2 separate regions of the Ovis aries genome follow, and region 1 is linked to region 2. A link is a contact called in public Hi-C data. All regions are on one chromosome and are shown on one strand. The core of a region is the stretch at or near the end of the contact, and the rest is flanking DNA. Distances in the headings are between cores, read along the strand shown.

What was found. Hi-C and Micro-C count contacts between places; a contact is called where the count stands out from the background.
Region 1: a contact with region 2 is called in a Hi-C map of blood, with 3 times the contacts expected there. The contact joins two enhancer-like sites. A contact is called at or near these places in 5 of 16 Hi-C or Micro-C datasets (blood, hypothalamus and tail adipose tissue).

The regions. Positions count from the first base shown.
Region 1 is chr24:39,208,204-39,210,917 of ARS-UI_Ramb_v3.0, reverse strand. No RefSeq gene overlaps it. Among named protein-coding and RNA genes, the nearest start is that of ACTB, 11 kb to the left of the region's middle. Within about 2 kb of position 1,412, at least 33 of the 54 cell types and tissues checked have an H3K27ac peak or open chromatin away from gene starts, as enhancers often do.
Region 2 is chr24:39,087,707-39,090,406 of ARS-UI_Ramb_v3.0, reverse strand. The region is part of intron 11 of RNF216 (ring finger protein 216); the gene reads right to left. Among named protein-coding and RNA genes, the nearest start is that of RNF216, 50 kb to the right of the region's middle. Within about 2 kb of position 1,281, at least 12 of the 54 cell types and tissues checked have an H3K27ac peak or open chromatin away from gene starts, as enhancers often do.

The DNA of each region.
Region 1 (2,714 bases), core at 163-2,662, 120 kb before region 2:
GGGACTGCTGGAAGGATGAAATCAGAGTGTGAGTCAAGGGGTCAAAAAGCACGGAGTGGCTGGGCTGTGGTCACCACTGCTCTTTTTCCCGGGAAAGAACCAGGGACCAGTGGCCCCTCTGTGGTGCCTGCTCACAGTTGGTTTTGGAGGAGCAGGTGGCGGGTATAGGGAGGAGGAGAAAGGTGGTCGTGGAACAACTGATAACCTAAGCTTCCTGGCTCTGCCCTAGCCCATTCCCAGGGTTCCTGTGAACAGAGGGCCAAGGGACAAGGGCAGGGGCTGCAATCCGGCCTCTCCCTGTCATCAGGGGCACTGGCGGGCCTATCTAGACTTAATCATGACAGTGACCTTTCCCCAGGGTGTACTGGGTGTGGTGCCAGCTAGCCTTCCAGCTCAGGAACCTGCAAGTCTACATGTATTACCCCCACCTGTCCCCACCCTCCACGGAAATGTCACCTCAGGCCTGGGGTTGGGGGCAGGTGTCTGTTACAGGCCTAGAGACCTTAGCAGACCCCACACCTAGGAAGGACGGGCCAGGTCTTGCTGACCCTGGGGGAGGGAGGGGGCTGTGTGAGTGACACAGGATGTTTGCAGATGGGCTGGACCAGAGTCCTCAGGCCCTGCCACACACCCCTCTTCTGTCACTCAGCTCCTTAAGCCTGCAAAGTCCCTTCAAGGCCAGGGGATCTCAGAGGGGGCTCAGGAGAATGACATGGCACTCCTGAGGACTCTTCGGGCATATCCAGGCCAGCACTCCATGCCCAGACCCTCTGGTCCGGTTCCCGGGCCACACGGTACATAAGCAGAAACTCAGAACCACCCAGAGCCGCGCCCTGCTCTGTCTTGGCCTCAGTGTGTCCATTTGCAAAATGGAGCCCAATGGCCTGGGACCAGCCTCCCAGGGTCCTAGCTGGACCCTGGACCACGCGGATCGGGTGGAATACTGGGTTCTCAGAACTCCATAGCCCATCCTGGCCCTCCTCCCGGAAAGCGGCCCAGGCTGTGGGTGGAGGCCATTGAAGGTGGAGGAGAACTTTCTCTGTTGGGAGTCTGGGCGGGGACACTGAGCTGCGGGACAGAGGCCCTGACTCTCCCAAGTCAGGGGGAGGGGGGCTGTCTAAGTCAAATCAGAGGGTGGAGGGGCCACCCAGACACCCCAGGTAAGCCGTTGTCTGGGGTCCCAAGGTGAGCGTTCTCAAGCCCATCCCCCGGGAGGCTGGAGCCCGGGGGCGGGCCGGCTACCCAGGGGCGCAGGCCCCGCCTCCGCGGGCTTGGCGCTCCCGGCCCGGGTGGGGAGGTCATTATCTGGCGCTCCCAGGCCCGCGCGGCTCACGTGGCCACGGCTCAGAGCCTCCCGGGTCCCAGGGCCGCTCAGCTCGCGAGGAGATAAGCCCCGGCGCCCCCAGTGCGTGTCCGGCGCGGGCCGGCCGGAGCTCCAGGCCCCCACCCCGCCCCTCGGGCCGGCCCGGCCCACTTGGCCCAGCTTCCTCTCCATAAAAGGCGAGGTTTGGGAGCGCCCGGGGAGGGGGTGCTCGCCCCACAGGCCCGGCCGGAGAGGGTGACCGGAGCTGCCCACCCCCGGCCCCTCCCCCCCCAGGGAGCCGCCGCGGGCCTGGGGGACGCAGGGTGGGGAGGGGGGCGCAGCCCCGCGCCCGAATTTTCTAAATCGCTGCTCTCTCTTCCCAGACCGCCACCCCGAGCGGGGTCCCCGCTCCAAACCAAACCGGATCCCCTGGAGTCCCCCCGTTGTGCATGTGAACACAGTGAGGCCCGCAGCGTGGCAGGGCCGGGGGCGGGGGCGGAAGAAAATCTGGAAACCGCAGCGTGCCCCAGGGTCAAGCAGCGCCGCAGGTGCCGACAGAGATCTATTTCGTGCCGGGCCTCTGTGCGTTCTGATACCCCTAGGATTGGGGTACCCGCTCCCAGACGTCCCTCGGTGCCTTGCCACTTAGCCCCCAGACCCGAGCCTCACAGCCTCAGTTTCCCATCTGTTAAATGGGGAGATGGTTTTCATCTCCTGGGTTTGTGCAAATGTTAAGTACAATAAATAGCCAGCCGGCGCAGGTGAGGGGGAGGAGGGAGAGGGGAGCTGCTTCTGTCCCCCATTCCCATCCCCACCCGGACCTCGAGAGAGCCCTGGGGTTCGCGGACCCAAACCCGCACTCAAAGGACTGCTGGGAGGCCCAGAAATCTGGAGGCTGGGAGACAAAAAGTGAACGCTCAATAAATGCAGCTCCGCGCCCTTGGAGGTGTGAGTCATGCGGTCCTGGCCCTGCGCTTGGAAGCAGGGCCTTTGGGTGTCATCGGGAGCCACCCCGCCGCAGTGCGAGGTGACCCCGGCGGGACGGCACCCCTCCCCGGCCTCAGTTTCCCTCTGGGTGAATGGGGAGGCCGGGCCTGGCCAGCTGGGGGTGGACATGGGGAAGCGGGCCAGGGGATGGGCGGCCCTCCGGGGAAGTTCGCGAAGCTGACCCCCCCACCTCCGCCGCCGGCCGCCCCCTCTCAACCGTGCCCGCAGCCCCTCGGCCGGGGGCCCCGGGCAGCCACGTCCGCCGCCGGCGAGTGCGCCATAAAAGGCAACCGGCGGCGCGGCGCGCGGCCAAACTTAGTCATCCGGCCCGCGGGCCGCCCGGCGCGCGCAGCGCTCAGCTTCCTCCCCGAACTTCCCGTGCTCCGCCGGGCGCCGGAGGGGTCCGAGGTGGGGCTGCGCCTTT
Region 2 (2,700 bases), core at 32-2,531:
AAGGGTCAGAGTTTCTATTTAATGAAGTGCGCAAACAGACCTGTTAATCCACAGCATCTTTTTAAGTACCACAGTGTATTTTAGGAGAGACCAAAACAACAATAGACAGACAAGGAGCCGTGTCCTTCTGCCAAAGGACAGTGAAAGGAAAGGCAAGCAGCCCCCACCTCCAGGCCTGCTGGCTGCACTGCACGTGGGGTGACGGCCAAGACACAAAGGGAAGCGCCCTCCTACGAAGACGATGACCAGCGACTGGGCCGTGGACACAAACCACCGATTGTTAAAAACCTTCCCTCTGTGACTAACTCAGAGTTCTCCAGCAAAACGCACTCTGTTTTGTCTCCAGGCCTTTCCCACACTCATCTCTCTGAATATCGTTCCCTGGGATGCCAATCCCTCTGAACAGGCATAAACAAAAAACCAAGAAGAAACCTGAATGGAGGGGAGCCGGCAGCGGAGCAGCTGAGACACGGAGGGCAAACCCACGAGCAGCCTGCTTTAAGGCACGGCTCTCCCCAGGGCGGAAAGGGGCTCTCCTCTCAACCTCAACGTTGTGGGCTCAAGTGACAGCAGTCATTTCTGACAGAACAGACTGGTCAGCAAAAAATTTAGCTTCAAAAACCTATCCCCTCTCCACTGTGGCATGCTGATAAGAAATGAAATTTTTTGAGTACATGATTTGAAAAATTAAGTGGTGTTGTTCAGTCGCTACGTCGTGTCTGACTCTTTGCGACCCCATGGCCTGCAGCCCACCTGGCTTCTCTGTCCTCCACTATCTCCCGGAGTTTGCTCAAATTCACGCTCATGGAGTCAGTGACGCTATCGGAGGTAAGTCTTCTTTTGGCCCCCTTAACGGGACTTTTACAACTGTCCCCGGTAGGGGAACTCTGTGACTCTGTGTAGCAGGTTCTACAAATCTGGGGGAGGAAGCGCCTCCCGTCTGGAGTTCCTCTGCTCACCCGAGTCTGCACGGCGCCTGCACACACTCAGCATCAGTTGCCGCCTTCCCTCAAGGGCACCGGCTGCTTTACTGACTGAGACAAACGATGGCCAGAGGGGTAAGCACCTCAGTTACACTGTGTCGTTTAATGCAAACCACCCCCCACTCCCAGCCCTGGGTACAGATTTACATAGAGATACAACTGACAAGCCATCTACAAAAGCTCCATCAAACAGGTGCAACTGTTCTCATTTTGCAGATAAAGGGAATATGGCTCAGGGAGATGACGTGTCTACCTAGGTCATGATGCCGAAAAGAGGAAGAGCTCAGATTAACCAAGAGACGTTCAAGAGCAAAAACCTCGTGTTAACCACTCCTCCAGACTGTCTGCTTAGCTGCCTCATGAACAAAAAGCTAGGGCACCCAGCAAAGGCCTGGCCCTGGAGCAGGGCGTCAAAGAACACTTCTCATGCAACTGTATTCAAAAAGAACTCTCAAAACAGAGACTTTATCAGTACAGCCCAGCAAAAAAAGTACTCGTCCCACACAATGCTGACACAGGAGAAAGGTAAGGCTCTTCATCCCGAACTGAACAGGAAGTTCTGTGATCTGTCCCCTAGAAGGTGGCAACATCTTAACCATTTAAAGTGGCTTCATTAAAAAGCGCTAAATGTTCTCCGAGGGCAGGATAGAGCGATTCCCATTTCCTGGGCGCAAGGGAAGTCAGCAAAAACCCAACGCCCGGCTGCTGTTCCGTCCTCAGGCCCCAAAGTCTACCATGAGAGCTCTGTCTGGACCACCTTGGTTTGGAAAGTCAGCAGCTGGCTTCTGAGTGCCGAGGGGAGAGATCTGAGGGGCTGTGCCAGCCCCCACTGAGAAAGCTGAGACGGCAGCGTTGCTGTGCCCACTCACCAGTCCCCTAACCTTGGACACCCCAAGGCTGCTGTCCCAGGCCACCGCAAAAGCGAATACGCAGCAAAGTGAGTCTTATGAATGTTTTGACTTCTGAGTGGATGTAAAAGTTACGTTGACACTATACCATGTACTATTATGTGTACAATAGCATTGTATCTAAAAAAGTTATATACAGACTTAATTAAAAAAATACTGTATTGCCAAAGAATGTAACCATCACCTGAGCCTTCAGCGAGTCACAATCCTTGTGTGATAGTAATATCAAAGATCACTGATCACAGATCACCATAACAAATATAATAATAAAAGTCTGAAATATGGCAAAAATTACTAAGATATGCCACAGAGACAAAGTGAGCAAATGCTGTTGGAAAAACAGCAACAGACGTGCTCAATGCAGGGCTGACAGGAGCCTCCATCTGTTAAAACAAACAAACAAACAAGCAAAACTGCAGCATCTGTGGAGTGCACTAAAATGAGTGTGACTGTGCAAGAGTAAAAGCTTTCTGTACAGCTGAGGGGAAGCAAAAATAAATGTTTTATTCATATTGGCATTTCACTTACCTTTCCCTATTTTGGGTACATATCTATCTCCTTTTAAAATAACTACTGCAAACAACAGGAGAGATGGTATTTAAGTTTTATTAAGGAAGGCAGAGTAGGAAGAGTTAAGCAATATTTGCTTTTCGTTGCCTTTCGTGTCTTCCTGGAAACACACAAACACACATCCCTAACTGGAAGATCTAGCTTCTCAAACACAGTGTTTAATGTGCTAAGATGTCAAGTAAAGAAGTGTATGGATTTGAGACGCCTATGATGAACAGACTCACTATGCTATGTACTAT